2 separate regions of the Drosophila melanogaster genome follow, and region 2 is linked to region 1. Evidence: chromatin contacts called from public Hi-C data. All regions are on one chromosome and are shown on one strand. The core of a region is the stretch at or near the end of the contact, and the rest is flanking DNA. Distances in the headings are between cores, read along the strand shown.

What was found. A called contact is a pair of places that touch in the nucleus more often than the background predicts.
Region 2: a contact with region 1 is called in a Hi-C map of the Kc167 cell line, with 2.2 times the contacts expected there. A contact is called at or near these places in 4 of 107 Hi-C or Micro-C datasets (the Clone 8 cell line, the D17-c3 cell line, the Kc167 cell line and 1 more).

What each region holds. Positions count from the first base shown.
Region 1 is chr3L:22,062,143-22,068,545 of dm6, reverse strand. CG14561 reads right to left here and starts at 2,639. Exons shown (of 1, transcript NM_001275272.1): 1 at 1,330-2,639. The coding sequence starts at 2,413. The coding sequence ends at 1,829. It overlaps Oct-TyrR (Octopamine-Tyramine receptor), which reads right to left. Exons shown (of 4, transcript NM_079695.4): 3 at 5,494-6,403; 4 at 3,267-4,864. The coding sequence ends at 4,472. It overlaps CG7139, which reads left to right. Exons shown (of 5, transcript NM_141121.4): 4 at 1-641; 5 at 699-1,276. The coding sequence ends at 771.
Region 2 is chr3L:22,132,052-22,138,454 of dm6, reverse strand. It overlaps olf413 (olf413,), which reads right to left and starts at 2,365. Exons shown (of 11, transcript NM_001275275.1): 1 at 1,646-2,365.

The sequences.
Region 1 (6,403 bases), core at 1,390-3,889:
GACAGCAACGTTAAGAGTATGCTGAGCAAAGCGGAACTCTATGATAAGGCCCTTCGCGAGGGCGAAAAGCTTAGTGAGCAAATGGCGCTGGAAGAGCGGCGGCAGCAGCAGCAACAAAAGCAACATAACTCCTCCGGCCAAGGCCAGCGCTCCAGCTCCAGTTCGTACGCCTCTGGCCGGTCGCCCCAACTGCAAGAGGAGGTCAAGTGCGCCGCTCTTCGCGACTTTGAAGAGACGCGAAACATGGCCGCCCATCACTCCCAACTTAAAGCAGAGTGCTATCTAAAGGCCAAACAGGCGGTACAGCGCGGCAATAGTAGCGTGGCGTTATACTACTCGGAGATAGCCAAGTTACACAAGCAGAAGATCGACGTATTCAACCAGAGGGCGGCCAATTGCATAATGGAGGTGCATCGGCACACCCAGAACAACCCGGACCTGCTAGACCTGCATTACCTACACACGGTAGAGGCGATCAGTTGCCTGGACTTGTTCCTTGACCGCCACATAACTGTGCTGCGCAACACCACCCGCGTGTACAAGCACGTATTCATTATCACGGGCCGTGGTCTTCACAGCGCAAACGGAGTGTCCACCATTAAGAACAGGGTGAAGGCCAGGCTGGGCGAACGCCGTTTGCGGTTAGTAAGGGGCATATTTCGTTAAAAGTCGTCTAATTATTCACCAACCTATTTCAGATGGCAAGAAGTTAATCCAGGGTTGCTGCGCGTCAAGGTGTTTTCAGCATCGCGTCATTCAAAGAACTTCTGATTGGATGCGAATCGCACGACAGGACTTGCTGGACAAAATGCGTTTCACACTGCCATATAGAAAAAAAGCAAGTGTTATTTAACTTTTGTAATTGCCTACAAAATTGTAAAGTTAAGTAATCATTTTCCCCTGTCCTGGTCGCTGTTTTACTTTCGAATGTGTTCTATAACCTATGAAACATTCCCGATTTTATTACTCTATATTACTTTCAATGCTCGTCCCAATTATTTTTAAGTTTGAATAATGCTTCCAGCGTAGAGTTTGTGTACGACGCGAATTCGCAATGCGACTCAGGAAAGTAGTGATTTAGTATCTTCCAATAATATACCTAATCACAGAATTACTTATTTTTATACTAGTTTACTCAATGTACTACCTAGGTACAATAGGATTAGTGTAAAAATAGTAGTCCTAAGGTACACGAGGTCCAAAAATTACCATTACATTTCAGATTAATAAGCAAATATTGACATTTTCTTTATAAATAAATCGAAACGTGAGAAGGATATTATTCAGACAAGTTTTTAAACGAACATCGTAGTACGATATTTTATTTTTCAAACTGTTACATCGAACATTCTACAATATGTTGTAAACATACTGGCTTCGAAAATCAATTTGTACTACAAATTACGTAGTAGCAATGTATGCCTAGATCCGTCAATTAGCCATCGAACTTTCCAGTGTTTACAATAGTGGTTGGTTTAGTTCTAGGTACCGCTGATCAGTCTGTTCTATGAGCAATATAAACCTTCCTTCTGCCTACCTGGACCATCTGCCCGGCAGGGAAGAGCATAACCTTGGTTTAATGTTTGAAACATGGAAAGACGACAATCTTTATTTACCACTACAAAATCTTTTAGCCTGACATCGGAAAACGCGTGACACGAAGCTTAGGTAAACTGAAGGATCAGCCGAGGATACACATCTGGGTGTACACCTGCTGACCGCTGGGTGTGAACAATACATTCAGGTAAATGGTAACTTATTCTAGAACATCGATGGCAGTCTGAGCGAGGGCTCCATGGCTTTGGTTGGGAAGGCTGGACTGCGGTCACTAGGTGGGGTCCTTGAGTGGCGAGGGTAAATGCGGGTCAGAGACTCGCGCTCCCGGCGACTGGTTCTCCTTGCCGCCGTGCAGCCGGTTGGCCATCAGCTCGATGAGATTTGCACGTCCGCGCTTGGGCGTAAATCGGGAATTGCCCGAGCTGGAAGCTTTATCGCGGGGCGGGGTGCTCAGGAAAACGCCCTCGAAGATCGTCTCCAAGCTGTTGGAGTCGTCGGCGTCATTGGGCGGGCTGATCTGGGCGTTTATCTCGTGTAGGGCAACGTACTGAGGATCGTTCTGGGGTTCCTCTTCCGGAAGGAGATGCTGCCTCTGCGGCTGCTTGGGCGTCTCGATGTCCGACAGATCGAGATCGTCGATGGGCGACGGGGTGCGTCCATGCGGCGAGAAGGCGCGGATCTCGAAGGCCGGCAGCTCGTCGCAGCCGCCATCCGGTATTTGCTCCTCGCGCTCGAATGCCAGCGAGAGGTCACTCTCGCTCTCCATATCCACGGAGGACATCGAGCACTGCAGGCGGAAGGAGCCGTTCAGCTGGTCTCCCTCCTCACACGTATTCACCGCTTCCGAGGTCTCCATTGGTCTGGCTGGTCTTTCAAGTGCGTCGCTGGCTTATATTCATTACAGGGATGCGCTCTGCGAAGGGATGCGGTCTGCTTGTCTGTGAACGCGTCTCGCTTCGCGGAAATCCGCGCTCTCAGGTAACCAATGTTTAGGATCTTGCCCTGTGCAGCAGACAATTTTAAATTTTAAATCCCAACAATTTACAAGCCGTCACTTTGCTAGTGGTGAGACAATTGAGCTACCTGAAACAAACCGGCGTTCCCTGCGAATGGCTATCGAACGCAGCCGATAGTTGCGGGTAAACAGCTTGTAACCAAAGACCCCTTAGAATAATTCTAGTGTTATTCTAGTGTCTTTGTTGTAACGATATGCCATGCCGCGTACTTTGCAGTCAGGCGAAGAGATAATGTAAATATGAAAAATTATTGTACTTTAAAGTGCACTGATGCACTGATTCATTTTATGTATTACAGGTTCTTCCAACCGTGTCAATAAAATTTAAAAACCAACTTATTCGTTTTCTGTTTGTTTTCATTTGGGCCAAAGGGAAACTATTCTGCTAAAATAATCAAACGAATTTAATTATTTTCTGTACTGGCAGCAATGAGAATGTCCAATAGCTCGAAACCGTTTAGAGGAAGGAAGTTTTGAAAATTATTTAGTTAAAAATTATAAGCACAAGAAATACATTGTAACGAAGGATATATAATGTAAGTTATCAGAAGGTGTCGCTAAAACTACGGGTCTTGCTAGGTAATCATTTTTTCAGCTAGATCTTTTAAGAGGGAAAAAGTCTTTCGTTTTGAAACCTAATTAACTTACCCTTAAGAAGGTAGACCAATCTAGATAAATTCAAACGCTTTTTCTTATAACTTTAATTCGAATGTGTCTTTTATTTGTTTCATTTACGCTTTGCTCGCTCTTTCTCGTTAAACAATATAATTAGTGAAACTATCGTACATCGTCGTTAAAAGACATAAATTGTGATATACATTTACGATATAGCATGTACTTGAGTTAACACATCCATTGAATTACGTCCTTTCGCCAACTCTGTTGCATTTCGTAACGTGCAGTTAAACATTTATCTACCTTAAGTAAGTTTCGATGTGCTAGCTTTAAGCTGCCCACTCAACACAATAGTTGCTATGCCATAAAAACAATTAATCGTTAAATTATTTAACAAATAGTCCAAAGCGTATTTGAAAGTATACATTAGGTATAGTGGTTTATCGTTTACCTACAATTAAAGTACATATAAATACAAATCGTTAAAGTAATGCCTAGAAAACGTTTCTCTCTTGGAAGTTATTATTTAGCTTAGTAGTTGCTTACATATCTTGAGCGCAGATTTAATTTAACAAACACCTTTTTGGTTATCCATACGCTTAGGGTGAAACACGAAAGTTGCCACAATTCTTTGTGCCTAAACATTTAATTTAATTGTATTAAATTCAATTTGATGCTATTCTCGTTTGGGATGCCACTTAGCTGGAGTATAATGCATGTATAATTCTTTACCATGTAATTTTTATGATTTTCCTAGTAGCTGTGCCTTGAGGCAACATCCTCACTTTAATCGCAGCACAACCCATTTTAGTATGAGTATTGAACAATCTACGCTTAATGTGGTGGTACATCTCAATCGATTCCAAACAACAATATATTAAAAAAATGTTCAAAACTAAATGAAAGTATTTTAATTACGGCTAGAAATAATAACTTAGTTTGAAACTATATATACACTCGAGTCTCATCTTTGACTTTCCAATGTGGGGGCTTTTCACTTTGCCGAAACGTTAAACATTAAAAATTATATTCAATCTATTACACTTTACCAAATTCATCCACTTCTTCAAAATGAGTTCACCAAGAACGCATTTGAAAGTATATATGTGTTAGAGAAGTTGAACTCGGAAGTTCATCAACTGGGGGTCCAACTGTACATAGACTGAGATCTCCGCTGAACGCATACACGACCATTTAAGTTTGGCACAAACTTTGAGTTACGCTCTCCCGCTCGAACCATGATTGGCCCGGTTTATATCTTCCACCCGCCCCCGCCAGCCAGCCTCAATTCAGGCCCAGAAGTCGCTTGAAGGCCCGGCGGTAGTCCAGGTTGAAGATGGTGTAGATGACCGGATTCAGGCCCGAGTTGATGTAGCCCAGCCAGGTGATGAAGTTCTTGAACTTGTTCGTGGGGCAGCAGGTCTGGCAGAAGGGCAGAATGACGTACATGAGGAAGAAGGGCAGCCAGCAGATGACGAACACGCCCATGATGATGCCCAGGGTGCGAGCCGCTCGCCGCTCCTTGGAAAGCGAGATCTTCTGTTTCTCCTCAATGAACTGGTTAACCCCACTAGTCTTCTTCTGCAACGGAGTGACAGAAACGGCAGCGACTCCCGTCGAGGATTGCGGCGGGGTCAGCTTTAGGGACGTTTGCTCGTCCGCCTGAGTCACGCAGACCTGGAATCGAGGTGAGGAAAAGTTTAATTAATCAAGTGGCATGGAAAAAGCCATTTCTCCCATACAACTTATACAACTTATATCGCTTGTTCCATGTGGCTCTCTAAATAAAAGAGCACTTTAGATTTTTAATTTTTTTGTCGATTTCCCTGAATATTAGATACCCTAGCGTGGCAAATAGATAGAAATTTACAAGGCTTATAAAAATATGAAAAAATATCAAGACGTTTTTCAAAAGTTTGGGCGGGGCAGTTTTGTGCGGTTTGTGGGCGTGGCAACATGAGTCAAAGTTGCGCTGCGTCTTTGTCTGAGCCTTCTAGTTTTTATATTTCCTGAGATCTCAACGTTCATACGGACAATCGGACAGACGGACATACCTAGATCGACTCGGCTTTTGATCCTGATCAAGAATTTATATACTTTATATAGTCGGCCTGTTAAATACTTTTCAACGAATCTAGTATACCCTTATACTCGATAAGTAACGGGTATAATATGTATATGTATTTATTATCTAGACTTATTAGCAGTTGTAAACACAAGACCCTTTATTACAAATATTTTTATTAAAATAAATGTGTAAAACAATTATGGGCTTGCAATATCTTCACGATTACGAAGAGTCTTACCTGTATGCAACCTTTGGGATCGCTCCCGCTCTCCGTGCTGATCTCGGCGTCCGACTTTCCGCCTCCAGAGTGGCCTCCGCCGGGCTGGCAGCTACCGCCATCCCCGCCGGCGGGTAAGAGCTGTTGCTCGCCGTGGGGCTCGCATGTGGACGAGGACTGCGACTTGCGGCCACCACGGGTCTTGCCGTGCTTAATGGAGTCCTTGGTCTTGGCGCGACGCGACTTCTTGACCAGCACGACCACGTGCTGCTGTTGGGGATCGCTGTTGCCATGGGGACCCGCTTTGGAGGAATCCTGCGGCTGGTGGGTTTCACTGCTGATGCTCTCCTGGTCGTTCTGGATCATAGGCGTGGCGAACTGGGCCCGATCCCGGCCGCAGCAAAGCCAGCTGGCTAGGAGACGCGACTTGGAGCCGGAGTTGGAGGCGGCGACGGGCGAGGAGTTTGCCATCGGCTCGAGCTCAGTGGACTTCAGAGCGATCGTGTTAAGCTTGTTGGCCCTGGCTCGCTCCCTTAGGCGGCGCCGCGTGGCCACGAAGATCTCGATGTAGACGATCGTCATGATGGCCAGCGGAATAAAGAAGGAGCCCAGCGAGGAGTAGATCACGTAGCCTCGCTGCGAGGTCAGCTCGCAGGGCGTGGCGCTTGTGAACTCGTCCGGCCAGTCGTTCCAGCCGATCAACGGCGGACTACTTATCAGCAGCGAAAGTAGCCACACCCCGGAGATGAGGAGCAGGACGCGACCAACGGTCCTCTTCTGGGCATAGTTGATGGGGTCCGTAATGGCCCAGTACCGGTCGAGGGCTATGGCACACAGGTTCAGGATGGAGCTAGTGCAGCACAGCACGTCGCAGGTGAGCCACAGCTTGCACAGGTGGATGCCGAACTCCCAGCGCCCCAGGATCGAGTAA
Region 2 (6,403 bases), core at 1,116-3,615, 70 kb before region 1:
GGATTTTTTGCCGGTTCCCGCCGGGCTGCCAATTTTTATGGTTAAAATATTTGTGTTGCTCTGTTTGGAGCTCGGGAACCTGCTAAAATATTTATGACAAGCGCCGGGGAATACCCGGCATACGATATTTCAATATAGCGAGAATAAAATTCTTAATGTTTGGCTGGTAATTAAAAAAGTCCAATTGAAAGTGGCCCGAGCTGGTCGTGGAGGAGGGTGGCGCTGAACCCTGAAGTGGCGGTCGTAAGTAGCCCAAATGAATTTTTATTGCTGTTCATTAGGCATCGAATCAATCAATTGTGGCATTTCGATTCCAGATCAGATTGGGATCGCATAGGGGTGGCCGCCTAGGCAACGGATGGTTATTGAAAGGGAAACTATTGGCTAAGCCGGAAAGCCCTTCGATAAATGGTCTACATACGTACAGTATACACGTACACTATTGTATTCAATTCTGTGCCGTCGGGGACCTTCGACATTGGCCACAGTATCCCGACAAAACTTTTAATTACCCTCTCTCCGTTCCTTTTCTCGCTCTTTGCTCTCTGGTTGCATTCGGCGCTCGCCTGCATTCGGCAATTCCAATTAAGCTATCATATTCTTGTCTCGGAAACTTTCCCCGAATCAAAACTTGTGGCGCTCCAACCCGTCTTGCCAACGGAACTGGGCTAACGAATATGTTCAATTTGGTTCCTGCTGCCAGCCGAGCACAACAAAAACTTTATCTTTATAATTTCCATATTCCATAAGTTGAACATTTCTCGACAGTCGAACTAGCATAGTGAAACTTCTATTCTGAAACTCGAACAAACGGGTCGCCATCCAAAACTTGGGCTTTTAAATTATACATAGGCTAGTGGTTGGAAAATTTAAGAGCGTAATTGAACCATACTTTTGTATGTCCATTATTAACACACGAGTTTACTAACTCAGCTGATCCAATTGATCACAACAAAATCACCACTTAAAACCTTTGAAAATGTTTTCTATGAACTGTTTTTATTTCCTATGCATTTTTGTCAGATAAGAAAAACGTTAAAATATTTTGTTTATTTAAATTGCATCATTCAACCACAATCTTTCTCCATAGATCCCTTAATGTTTTTGCGAAATACTTTAAAGTTATAGAAGAACGACCGAAATGATGCGCCCTATGAGTTGTGCACCTGCAGCAGTTTTCCCGCTCTAAGTGTGTCACTTTTCCCATTTTCTTTTGTGGCGCAACTGCAGAATGCAAAACGGCAAAAACTCTAAGGAAAAAAGGGAATGCTGATTGAATGGCATTCCAATGAAGTTGATGGATGCATTAAGGGGCTCCCCCGCCACTCCCCACTTCACTCCGTGCGGAGATCACACACACTTGCGCAGGCTAAGTTTTGTGGTAACCGAAAACACACACAAGGCAAGCCCAGAAACAGAATCAAAAACAGGATAGAACAGAACGGAGAAAGGGACAGGGCAACAAAGAAGGCGAGAGGCTGGAGGCTAGAGGAGAGCAAACCTGCATGTGCAAGGCACATATCTGTATAATGGATTGCACTTAACATGCCACACACAGCAACCACAAGTGCCGCCACAGGATCCCCGCCCCGCCCTCACCCCACATCGCATGCCTCTCAGGTAATACATCATTTACGAAACTCACCTGAGAATGGAAGCTGCAGCTATCGGAAAAAGTCTGTCGCTACTGCTGGCGTAATCCCGGCAACGTAACGTCTAATCCCTTTGTTTACGTTTATGGTAATCGTTATCCACACACACACACACACACTCACGCCGACACACAGTCGTATACATAGAGTGCAATTTAAATTTCGGCACACATTACGTGGGCGGCATCGCGTTTCTCATCCGCCCCGTTGCCAATTGTTAAATCCGCAAATCACACACACACAGGCCCGTGCGCGAGCTACGTAAGCCGTAAAGCGGAAGCGTAACGGTTAACGGTTCGCGTCGCGTAACGTTCAGCCAGGCGTCCGTTTAATGTCCTGCAATTGTTGTTGCTGCCAGGATGCCGGCTCAAAAGAGCGAGACGGAGCGATGTGTGTTTTGATTTAATTCGCAAATTATGTGCTGCTTAGTTTGCGGCACCGATTCCGATTTGCATATGAATGGGGCGCACTGTGAAACCGGGCTTATTCTGTAGCTTACAACGTTTTATTTACATATTTTCGCTGGGTGCTTTGAATAGAAGCACTCGCAACGATGCACAATGTTTCACGCACAGTTCTGTCTCGCCTTTTCGTGTTTTCTTTTAAGATTTTGCTTGCCTCGTCGTGACGTGCTAAAAATGCTGACTTGTTTCACTTCTCGGACAAATCGCCCGCCCGTGTACCGCTCGCTGGGAAACTTCGGAAGTAACTGGTTCGCGTTCGACTGTAAAATAAAATACGTCACCTCGGCGGAGAGTCAATAGCAAAGAGAGAGCCGCTCTCTGCGCAGAAAGAGAGCGTTTCTGTTAGCGTTTACATAACTCCAGTTGCTAACAGGGCTTTCCCAACAGCGGCAGGTGCATCTGTTAAGCGCAATTGAAATGCCAGACGGCAATTGAAAGGGTTCAAATGCCATGCACGTAGCCTAATTACCGCAATGTACACAACATTTTTGTGCCGCGCGCCATGCAAATGAACATTACACAAAGGCACTTGTTTTCAGCCACCGGAAGGGGGAGTGGCCAGCGATGAGCTTTATTAATTATACTTTTCGTCTGCTGCTTAGCATGCCACATATGAAAGTCATTCAGGAAATGGAAAAACTAAAAACTTTATGGCTAATGAAGTTATCGATGATGGGTCCGTGGATTCGTGAGAAATCCAACTTTCGTAGCTGTAACGCGGCCTATTTTCCAATCAAACAAAACAACCCGACCACCCGTAGAATTCGACAAGGGACGTTTAATCATAATCAAATTAAAAAATATGCATGTGAGAAATACAAATGGATTTGAATGTTACTACTCAGGTTTGGAGCAATCCTAATCAGAGAATACTTTCCGGGATTATAAAGTGTCTGAAAGACAAGGTATAAAAGAGGTTTATTCTGTGCTGAAATCCCATTCGCAACACGTAAAATTAGTTATCGCCCAACGGGAACTTATTCCGCAAGCAAACAATCATGTTAATAGTCGGCACTCACATTCAACCGTTTAACAGGCCCATAAACTAAGGGCTCGTGTGTTAACAGAAAGTTAGCGCGCATTGAACGGTCCATTAACATTTAAAATAATGACTGTAACGGCCGCTGTTGTCACTGGAGTGGTGCGACGTGTTTCTTGTCCTAGGTTAACATGTAAACAAAGGCACTGTAAAGGCAAACTGTTAAATGATTGAAAAGCGTCTGCTCACAGAAATCGTTATCAATAGCCTCCATTTTTGATATTTTATAAGTAAAAATATATTTATCTAATGATTGAATACGTGAATTTGTAGAATTTTTAAAAACTCGTGTTTTAGAACATTTTTGTGTATAGGATTTAATGCATTGACGCAATTCCTTTGGAGTTGACCCCTCAAAAACGGGTTGTTAACAATATGTAATGCACTGCACCTGTGGGCAATCATTTAGTTTGGGTGAGTAACTCCATACCTTAGCAACGGATTAGGCTGAGCGAAGCCCTAAAACTGCGTGAATTCAACTGTCAACCGCACAATCCTATCAACTCTGTTAGCGAAAACCAGTTTCAATTCAGCCGGCTAACAGTAACAGTGGGGCTAACAGCGAAAGAGAGCATAGCATCTCTTCTCTTTCGACAGCTTCCAGTCATTAACATTCAGGAAAATGCTCTGTTGACAGACAAGATTTCAATGTCACTATTACTGAGAGCAAAATTCAACCAAATGCGCATGGCATGCGAAAGAATTTATTACAGAGTTCAAAACGTTTACGTGTAAAAAAAACTAAAAATTACACTCTGAAAAAATGTACTTTAAATGAATTTATGGTCAATGATGGTCAAGCGAGAAACGCTAAGAGGAACCGTTTGTGAGAATTTTTCTATACATACATTTCCTCATGTTTTTTTTTGGGCTTGATTGAAAACTACTCAAAATTCCTATGAACAAAGCAATAAATTTTAAAGTTCGAGCAGGCTCTGCTTTGTTTATACACCCACACCATTGCATGCCCCATTCGCAACTCATTTTCTGTCGAATTTCCCGCTCTCTCTCGCCATTCGACTCTCTCGTTGTGGGAGGTGGGTGGTGGAAGACTCCAGTGGGTGGCTGCTGAAATGGTACATTAATAAATGAGTGTTATGTGCTTTTTCCTAGTTGACTTCATGACATTCATTCATTCATGGGATCGTCGGAAGCTCGCTCTTCCGATTTCGTTCTTGCTGCCCGAAAAATGTGATTTAAAACGGACTTCTCTTTTGGCGCATCTTTCGAGGCCTTAATTGGGTTTTTTATTAACTAAGCGTAATGATATTTATTATTTATTTACGCGCTGAATTTTGAATTCATTTCGCCTTAATTTATTTACGTCAGCTTTTTCATACTCCATTTTTTCCGACAGCGAGCGCTTGAGCTCTTAAATTATTAATTATTTTCAGTTATTTATTTGTATTTATTTTTTGTCTCACCTTATCCGCACTTTTTCATGTATTGATTTTGCAGTCATTAGTTTCCTCGCTGTTTGTTTTACATTTTATGTGCATTTTTAATTAGCTGACAGCATTGTTGTTTTTGCCCTCCTGCCACTGACTGTTGTTTTTGTTCTTCTCGTTGTCCGCTGACCTTTGACACACTCGTAGAAAAACGTTGACAGTTTATGGCTGGCTTTAATTGCTTCCACCGCCCGCTCGTCAAAGTTAATGTAAATGGCTTGTCAATCAATCAGTTGATGGCCCCGGGATCCCAGATAAATTGTAGATTGAAAGCCCCTTTTTTACCACTGTATCGGGATTAGTCTCGTGACCATGGTCCATTGGTCAAAGGGTGCGAAAGGAGACAAGTTAATGCCCTCGACAAGATATACACATGTTGCTGTTGTTTTGGCAAAACAAAAATATTAACTAGTTGATAATAAGGCAAAAAAAATGTATAGACTTTAGTGAAGAACTTTCAGTGCTTTCAGTGAATGATTTTTTGTAAACTTAAACCCCACTTAATCAAATAGTTCATTGATTCTAGCTCTTTTAAATTCCGAAATTTTAGCGATCTTACAGACGGATAAATATGATTAAAAAGCCCAATTTGGCCAAGCAAACCATAGATTCAATAAATATTCACGAATCACGGAATGAAGCATCGACTGAATTCCTTAATTGCCGAGCCCAGCACTGCCCGTATGTCTCGAAAATCACAGAATCAAAAGATGATGGTGATGATCTTTAATACTGTCTTCAATTTCTCCTGGTATCAACATATTAACTAGATTGAAAGATCACTGCTCCTAAGTGTTCCCTAAAGACCAGGGTCATTAACCCAGCGCATCATCCCTCCCTATAACTCACTCGCGAGGGTCAGTCATCGGGCATCTGTGTGTATTCATAGTATGCACTCAATTCACGCCCTCAGTAGCCTGCTCTCTCGCTCTCCCTCCAAGGGCAGGGCCGCGATCTACCTGTTACCTGTGCAGGTGAGTGAGCGCGCCAATCGGAAGGTTTCTTGGTTGCACCGTCCACTGGGAACAGATTGCCCAGCCATCATTGGTGGATAGTCAGACCGGGGACTTGGATAGTGGATATATGATCTACAAACTCTTTGATTTCTTTTTGATCTATTGATTTTGATTTATTAGTTATTAAAGACTGAGAGTCCCCAACTTTGTTATCAGCACCTCATAGGACTCACCAATCTGTGGATTAGAATGCAACTGAGAAATTTACAGCTATATACAATAATTACCTGAGAGGCAATTTAAAATCACTATAATTAAAAGCTGCCCATAGAGACATACATGCAGACATGCAAACATTCACTTAAACACAATCGTACCGAATTTATTCTCTCGAGAAACGGAAAGTTGGGAACTTTAGCACTTAAATTTCATTTGGCGTTAGTCCAAATTCCATGATGCATTTCCATTAATTTATATAAATTTATGCAATTACTTTTGTTTATTTACTTGACCAGAGACACCGTCCCGCCCTTCCGCTTGCGGTCCCTGTTCGTTCTGTTCGTCCTGTTCAGGACTCGCTTCATATCTCCGCGCCACCACCAACCTGCCCCCACGCCCCTTGTTTGCATTGTGCTCCAGTGCATTGTCCTTGCAAAATATTTGGGTCACTTTTGTTGTCGCTGCTCAGTTTCGGTTGATCGGAGGAGGGGGTGGAACGGGGGCTGGCTCAATTTTTTATTGACTTGGCAGGACCTCAGTTGGTCTCTTTCTCGCAACTCCACTACTCGGTGGCTCTCAATTTAAGTCGCATTGTTGGCGACACATGTTTGACGTGTACAAATTT